Regions from separate parts of the Gossypium hirsutum genome. Here region 1 is linked to region 2. A link is a contact called in public Hi-C data. All regions are on one chromosome and are shown on one strand. The core of a region is the stretch at or near the end of the contact, and the rest is flanking DNA. Distances in the headings are between cores, read along the strand shown. Region 1 holds the start of LOC107921422 (homeobox-leucine zipper protein HAT22). Region 2 has its middle 21 kb from the start of LOC107921670.

What was found. Hi-C and Micro-C count contacts between places; a contact is called where the count stands out from the background.
Region 1: a Hi-C map of hypocotyl shows a contact between it and region 2, with 2.7 times the contacts expected there. The contact joins the promoter of LOC107921422 here to the enhancer-like site in region 2. A contact is called at or near these places in 7 of 34 Hi-C or Micro-C datasets (anther, callus, cotyledon and 3 more).

The regions. Positions count from the first base shown.
Region 1 is chrD01:23,229,329-23,233,601 of Gossypium_hirsutum_v2.1, forward strand. LOC107921422 (homeobox-leucine zipper protein HAT22) reads left to right here and starts at 2,947. Exons shown (of 2, transcript XM_016851275.2): 1 at 2,947-3,684; 2 at 3,786-4,273. The coding sequence starts at 3,295. The coding sequence ends at 4,160.
Region 2 is chrD01:23,166,718-23,171,375 of Gossypium_hirsutum_v2.1, forward strand. No RefSeq gene overlaps it. Among protein-coding and RNA genes, the nearest start is that of LOC107921670, 21 kb to the left of the region's middle. Within about 2 kb of position 3,349, at least 2 of the 9 cell types and tissues checked have an H3K27ac peak or open chromatin away from gene starts, as enhancers often do. A contact at or near this core is called in hypocotyl, where this site is marked.

The sequences.
Region 1 (4,273 bases), core at 1,697-4,196, 62 kb after region 2:
CAACGACGTTTCGGAGCCATTGCATTGACTCCAAACGGCCGCGTTTCATTTCCGTACTTAAAGGCCAAAACCCTAAATCTAATTTAAAAAAACCTAAGAAACTCTAAGGGTCCTGCGCCGCTTCGGCGAATCGCCACTCTCCAGGAACCTCCGATTCCCACTTCCACTCCAATGACTGCGGAGAGAGCAGGAATCTGGTTTCCAGGTATGCTCCTCTTCTCTCTGATCTCCCCTCTTTTTTCTTTTCTTATTCTGTATATATGCTTCTATGTATATGGTTAATAGCAAAGCAGCAAAAAAAGAAAAGCAATCGAAAAAGAAAATAGAACCAAATCCAAAAAAGGAAAAAAGGAAAACCTTTTCTTTTGTATTGATTTTTGTTGATACAGTATGCGTGAGGGTTTACAATCTCTGAAAAATAGCTTTATAGCCGAAAGTAAAAATGAAAAATTACAAAAGATGTATTTTTCTTTTTCTTCTTTTTTTTCTATTTTTTTTACTTCCGATTTTTGCCCTTTTCTTTTTTGTTGCCATCTGTTTTGTTGCTCGTTTGCTTGTCCTTTGCAGGTACATGGTCGTATAGAGGTGCGGGCGCACGCGTACGGAGGTGGTGGACGTGGCGTGTACGGAGGCCAGCTGGGGGAGACGCACGCGCACGGAGGTGCAATACGCGTGGAAGAGGCCCTGGGTTCGACGGCGGTGTTGCTGGTTGCTGAAGGCTAGGGTTTCAGGGTTTGGGGAATGCTTTGGGCCATGTTGGTCCGAATTTGGTTTTGGGTTGGGGTTTTAATATTTGGATCTGGTGTTGGGTAATTTAAATGGGCCAAAATAATTTTGTTTTGGGTTGAATTTGTAAAGAAATTGGACATTTATTATTATTTATTTTATATATTTTTTTATATTTTGGTTTTAATACTTGGGCTCGGGCCGGGCAAAATTTGAGTATTACACTTCCTAATATTTTAAAATGCATCTTACTAAGGGACTACCACCCAAGGTTTTTCATGAGCACACTACTCATATGGGTGTAATGTCATTTAAGGATATGTAGTTTTAGTAGGAGTTTGTCCTTTTAAATGATTTTATATTATAGACACATTTTCAGTTATTTCAGTTTGTGAATATTAAGTTTATTTTCCGTAGAAATAAAGTTTATTTGATTTATTCACACTTTGATTTTGGTAAAATTTGATCTCACTAAGGTTAAGGAGGACCAGTTGGAAATAGACATGTTTGGGTCATATTGCATGTAATTTTCATGCTACACATTCATACTTGATTTATGTCATTTGGTTATATTAATATACGTTATCAGGGATGGATTTAGTTACAATATATGTAAAGAAAGACGCATTGATTCTATGTTAATATAATTAATGGATGAGATTGCTCAGAATATCTTTTGGATATGATAGTAAAGTTTTGAGCTCATAAAGTTATATAGTGACTTGTGATTATAGAATAATTAGTATATATATGTGGTCCAAGTGGGAGATTGTTGAAAAATATGGACATCACATATGTAATAAGAGTAATTACACGTTATTATTTACTATCATAAAAAAATTAGCCCAAATTAAAAGTAATCTAATTTGGCTAAGGTTTATTGGGCTTTAGTTATTGAATAAAGTATGGGTCAAATATGTGTAAATATTCTTGTAACTAATTTCTAATTGATGATGGACTGATTAAAATTTAGTGTTAATGTGTATATATTAGGGTTATGGTCTCTAAATTACACATATGTAACTTTTCTAATATCCCATCTTTAGAAAAGAGAGAGTCACTTTCTTTGAATTACTTGTGTACTAATTTGGAAGATCAAAACTACAAGATCGAAGATTCCAAAAAAAAATCAATAGATTCAAGTACGTCTCCACTTTTAATTTTGTTATTGATAATTTTACATGATAAATTTTAATCGATTAAATTTTGTATAAGAACAAAAAGAGGTATTGTGCCTGTAGGAAATGTTGGTAGCTCATAAAGTTTATGAATGGTGCAGTAGGGCGGTTATATTAATTTGCAAATGCAATTATTTGGATAATATGATAACCACCTTGCATGGTTATGAAAATGGGAAGAGACCAATTTAGTTTTTTTAATAGGTTTTGAAGACTTAAAAAAATAGGGCTTCCGTGCTTTTAATACACAGCGAAAAGGAAACTAGACACAACACTCAATTATTCTTTTTTGGTGTGGACGTGTGGATAATGAATGTCCTTCCAGATCAATATATCAAGCCATATATCTAAATCGATCCCGTAATGTCTTAGATATATGTTTAATACGAATCATCATTGAGTATTCTTAACTGAGGGTTAGTTCAAATGAGTCGAGTTTTGAATAAGGGTGGACTTGAATTCATATTAAGGCTCCTCTAAACAAATAATTCCCGGATCACCATTTAACCCGACACTTGGCACATATATAGAAGGAAGAATATTTGGAATATTTTGGGTAAAGTTTAGAAAGAGTGTCTTATAATCTTGTTAGAGAAGTAAGGCATGAAATAGTGGGGGACATATTGGGTGGCCTGCGACTAGGTAAACATAAACAAACACACATCTGATGATGGGTCTTTATCTTAATTTCTATTATTATTATGAAAATATTGTCTCCTTCGATTTTCTATTGCCTCTAATTCACAATAATTGCTTAGCCATCTGATCATGCCACCTCTCCCTTTAATTAATCACCACCCTTTTGGTGTTTTAACATTGAAAACAAAGTGATTGATTATGATGACTTATACTCAATGACTTTAAGTTAGTTTTGCTTTATAGTCAGTGTCAAAAAGGTGTGGATTTAAAGGAAAATCAGAAGAAAAGTGCAGAAATTTTAAAAAAAAAAAAAAACAAAGATGAATTGTTATTCTCTTTTATATTCTCCTATGTAATCCCCACTTTTCATGCGATTCCACGTACGTAATCCATTTTATGAACCTTTTGCAGTGTATTCTTGGCTGTTGGTGGGATGGATGGGTTTTATTTTGCTATTTCTGGTTTTTTTTAGTTATTTTTATTGATTATGATAATACTCATTATATTTGTAATTTTGATAATAGAAAACGTTAAAAAAAGTTATATTTGAAATTAGAGAGGTTTTGTTATGAATGGTCAACCTATGAGGACATCATTCATAACCCAGATTCGTTAGTACTCTATTCATTTCCTTTTTATTAGTAATATAACTCATTCCACTGTCCCCTAAAATTAACACTTCATCTCCTCCATTTCTCTTTGAAGAAAACCCTTTTTTTCTTGGCCTCCTTAGCAGCTTTTGAGCAACACAATGGGATTTGATGATATTTGCAGCAGTGGTCTTGGTCTTGGTCTAGGTTGGAATGTCAAAGAAAACTTTTCACAATCGGATCATCAACAAAAGAAGAAGAAATCGTTGGTGAGAGATGAGCATTTTTTCCCATCTCTGACGTTAGGTCCATCATCAGATGATGATGCTCGTAAAGCACATGGCGACGACCAGCAAGCCTCTTCTGTCACTGCACTGTCTTCGTTTTCAAACTCCAGTGTCAAGAAAGAGGGAGATGTGGAATTCGAGAGGGTCTCTTCAAGGGTTGGTGATGAAGATGATGAAGGTTGCCATAGAAAGAAACTTCGGCTTACCAAACACCAATCTGCAATCTTAGAAGATAGATTCAAAGAGCACACCACTCTCTGTCCTGTAAGTATATCTTTATCTTCATTGTTTATACACTTATTATTCAAATATTCAATGCTCTTATTTGGTATTTACTTTTTTTTCTTTTTTTTTTTTGTAAACAGAAACAGAAGCAAGCTTTAGCAGCTAAGTTGGATCTAAGGCCAAGGCAAGTTGAAGTATGGTTCCAAAATAGGAGAGCCAGGACAAAGCTGAAACAGACTGAAGTAGATTGTGAATTACTGAAGAAATGTTGTGAAACGCTAACAGAAGAGAACAAGAGGTTGCAGAAGGAATTACAAGAGCTTAAATCATGGAAACTAACAGCATCGTATTGCATGCAGCTGCCTGCAGCAGCCACCCTCACCATGTGCCCTTCCTGTGAGAGAGTTGCCAACGGCGGCGATGGCCCTCCGGCGACGACGACGTCCATCCCTTTTACGATCGGACCCAAATCTCACTTCATCAATTCCTTATCTCACCCTTCAGCAGCCTGCTAGCCATGAAAATTAACACTGCTACCTCTTCTATTCATGGCTTATGTGTCAATTGTATATCGTTTCATGTTTATATATATATGCATGTATGTAATTATGTATGGATGCATATATAA
Region 2 (4,658 bases), core at 2,099-4,598:
ACTATATCTTATTTTACTGTTACAAATTCTAATGGTAATCTAATATGACATTTTTGAATACCACATAACACAATTTACTATATCATAAATGTTGCATACCACTTTAAAAGACTAAAATATAATTTTTACAATACTAATTATAAATCAAAATAAAACATTTCATTATTTTCTTGGTTTGGATTCTTACCCAACACTGTCCGAAGCTGTCTATTCCTGAGTTGACTCAGCCGATGCTTCCCCACTCTTTTCAACTATTCGCACCAACCAACCACCACCCCTAAGCCGGTAGACTTCTACCTGTATCTTCATAATTCCCTTTATTGGTCGAATAAGTAGCAATATTTATGGACACAAGAAGTGAAAAAGAATGGAACTGTCTGTAATGCCCCAAAAATTTAATTGAATGACCGTTAGAATTCGTGGTAATTAAATCTCTATATTTGTGGTTTTGTACTCTGCTTATGTGATTGAGGTTAGGAGTTTGAGTTGTATCTTGGAAGGTTTGTAATTCAATTTTAACTAATCTTTACCTTTGGACTGCTAACTTATATTTAATTTTGTGTAAACTTATGTCAAGAACAAACTTATTGGTTTAGTGGTTAAGTATTTGTATTTAGTTTGATCTTATGTTAGAGTCCTAGTATTAGCGTTATAAAAATTTTACTAAAGGCTAGGATGGGGTTGGTAGTTAATTAATAATTTTAACGTCAAATCCTTTCCTTTTCATTTTTTTATTTTCTTCTTTCTTTTCCTCTTTTCTTTTTCTATTTCCTCTTTCAATTGAGTTCTTTTTATTGCATTCGGTAAGTGATTGTTGAAGTATTTAAGGATCCTATGTTGTTTCGGAGCGTTGTTAGAAGATTTCTGTGTAAGTTATGGGAAGTTTGTTGGTTTCTGTTTGCGTAGTTAAATTGGGATTTCTCTAACTTCTATGTGTAAACACGTTGTTAATTAATCGTTAATCTTTTCCTTAGGCGTGAAAAGAGAGTAATCCTTCGCGTGCAATTACGAAGTTTGGCTGATTGCCGGTAAGCGTTCATTGTTGGAAGTTTCGTGTTTATTTTCTCGACATAATTGGTTGAGTATTAATGTATGCATTATCTTGTCGTTTTAGTTATTTGATTGGTTACTGGATGGTTAAATTAGGTTTTGGTATTCTCCGCATTATTTTCCCGTCAAATTGAGACCAGGTGCGTACTGAAACCCCCTATTTTTTCAAATTTCAAATGCTGGAAAACATGGCTGTCGATGCCACACGGTCATATGCCAGGCCGTGTGGTAGGCCGTGTAACTCTCTATTTGCGATTTAGACTCATACGAGCAGATGACACGGGCAAGGATCAGGCTGTGTGAACCACACTGGCAAGGACACGGGATGTGTCTAGGCCACGTGACCCGCTGTTCATGATTTAAAACCACACGAGTAGATGACATGGGCGTGTGCCAAGCCGTGTGGCATATAAATAGGACTCAAATCTTGTTTCTGAGACCGTGAGTGTTATCTAACACGAGCACTGGTCTCCACCATGTATTTATGATCTGAATTTGAATGTATGAGGACTATCTAATGCTCTGGGATTGAGATATGAATTGTATAAATACATATATATTATGATGGTTGTTAATGTTATCGATCTATATTAACTATTTATGAATTGAGTCAGAATGACTGAACACTTGTTGTTGATATCTGTAATTTGCATTTGCATGGGTTGAGATATTTGTAAAGGAGTAAGTAATCTGTTCTGGATTAGTGGCTAAGCCACGTTATATATGTGTGTGTGTGTGTGTGTGTGTGTGTGTGTGTGTGTGTGTGTGTGTGTGTGTGAATTTGGCGCTTTGCCGCAATTCGATCTAGTAGCTAGTTAGCGTCTTAGTAAACGTGTCAGACAGACACTTTATGGTATGTAGGGATGGTTGGGCATTAAACACCCTTAACGGTGTGTTGGGATGGATGAAGATGGTGTGTAGCGGATGGGGTAGGAATAACTACATATGTATCCAATTTATTCTGTATCTTAAATTGCTTCTATTATCTAACTGAATCTTGGGATTTGGGAATTACCTTATAAATGTGCTTTAATTGAATAGATGTTTTATATGCACTGGGTCCACCACTCATTTTGTTGTTGATTGAGTTTTAGGTGACTTTCAGACTTGAACGGGTCGGCGCTGCAGGAGCTCAGTCAATCCGTTATTTTTCCTTTTAACTTTACTAGTAGTACTTTCAACTTTCTACGACATTATGATGGTTGAGAAGATTAAATAGATAATTAATTGTTGTGATAATTACAATATGTTGAATTCATTTTGATTGCATTTATAAATGTGGTTTTCCTAACATCGACAATGTGACTCTCAAGACTTGGTCTGGACGTTTAGGCCGAGTTTAAGGTGTTACACTGTCAGAATTCAGAAACTATATATCCTCAAAGAGTTTAAATAATTGATGGAAAGTTTGGAAGATCAATAATTTGCATTAGACCCATTGAATATGTTCCCACTCATTGCAAAATAAGTTACTATAGAAATTAGCTATGTGCTTCCAGTCATGCAAGAACTAAAGTTTGATAAATGACCTTCAGCTCCAACTCCAATACATGCTGTGATTTTTAGCATGTTTATTCTTTGGTACATCGTGTAAGATAAGATGATACATTAATACAAAAAATTGGAACTAAGGATAAAACCTTAAGAAAGCAACAAAAAAGTGTCAAACCAAGGCTATTAAAACCTTCAAAGTTGGTCTCAATACATGCTGTTTTGAACGGTTGAGGAGAGCAAGGAAGCTGCGGCTGAACCGATTCGGGAGGAGACAGCTTCGGACGGTGCTTGGTCGACGGTTGCTGGGGCGGGTTGGAACCCAAACCCAGAAAATAATAAAATGTTTTATTTTTTTTCATAGTTAATATTTAGCAAATTGTATTTTAGTCCTATAAAGTGGTATGTAATATTTATGTCATGCTAAATTGTGCAATGTAACATCCAATGATTGGTCCATGTTTAAAAAAAATGCCATGTTAGAATTCCGTTAAAATTTTTAAGAGGAATAATTAAAATGAAGGTAAATATGTTAAATGAAAATTTTTTATACAAGTTTCATAGTAATGGTGTTCACAACATGATTTCATTATTTAATGGGCAGAGAAGAAGAATTGCGTACCCAATAAGAAATTAATAGCAAAGAATAATCTTTTACGTAATACAACATACAAATGATCTATTATTTTATTCCTTAATATTGTCTCAACTTTTCTTTTTAGATGCAACAGTCCTTTGTATTAACCCTGTTCTAATTTAGAGAAGCAATTAACACTAAAGAAAACACAGCTGTTTCATGCTTTCGTCAGGCATCAATGATTAATCTTGTTCTGTTATTCTAAATATAAAAATTGATCAAAGGGTATAGATGCTTGTAATAGTGCTTAAAGTGTAGCAACTAAAGATCTATTATTCTAAGAGTATAGATGCCTATAATAAGTACAAATACAATCCTTTAAAAATATAAAAAGAGAATAGATTAGTAGCAATAAAAGGAGAAGTAGAAATGCAGACAAAAGGCAGGAGGGGACACATCTGAAACCTTATCTCCAACACCACCCCTGCTATCATTTGCCTAAAATACACTTCTTTTTGCTCCCACAATCATCATATCCTTTTAGAATCAAATGCTCCTATCTTACCGTATCATTTCTGGGTCCCTCTTGTTTATTTCTCATCAAATTCTTAAAGAAATGCTATTTTAAATTGATTGAATTTTGTCATCATGGGTCTCTTTGTATGTTATTAATTGATTTTAGGTTGAATGTCTGATATAGTATTAGAGCAAATATTCATTAATTTAATGTAAGATATTATTTTTAAGGATATTTCATCGATCTTTCTGTTATAAAATGAAAATAAAAATCTAATAATAAAATCTAATAGATAAATACTTAACAAATTCAGAAAGAAGAGAGGAGGAGCATGACGAGAATGATAGATTTTTGAGATATGTTGAGAGTGAAAATGAGTTATGGTATATATAGAAGTTTCACTAGTTAAAAATAGTAAAGTTAAATGAATTGAATTAGTTAAAAATAGTTTGAAATGTTTTGACTAAAAATAACTTCAACCGGTTAAGTTATTCTTGGCTAATATATGTGTTACAAGTTAAGAAATACACTTTTCTTGAACACTAAAACGTTTCCTAAAACAAAAGGGTTCAAATATACTTTACACTAACCTTTTGAGCCCAATACATGAATCTACGCTCTCAACTTGATTCGTACTAATCCAATAAAGTATAATAACTTATAAACAAAGTTTGCAAAATTTTTTTAAGAATGTATAATTTAATTGTTTTCAGATATCTTAAATTTTTCAACAATATCTTAATCATGCATGTGACTCTCTAAATCTATGTAAGCTCATGATGAAATGCGTTCTTATTATACATTAGTTAAAATGTTAAACCTTGCTTAGGTATGATGAGACTTATAAAAGTATGATGTTAGTTAATTATTGAATTGTTTGTTATCTTATATTCTAGTTAGGTCTTTTTGTGCATTGTTTGTTAAAAAAAAGTCAATGTTTTTATGTTCTTAATTATGTAATTAGAGGTTTGATTTTTATTCATGAAAATAGAGCACATTTTTTTGTTAATCATTTAACTTTTT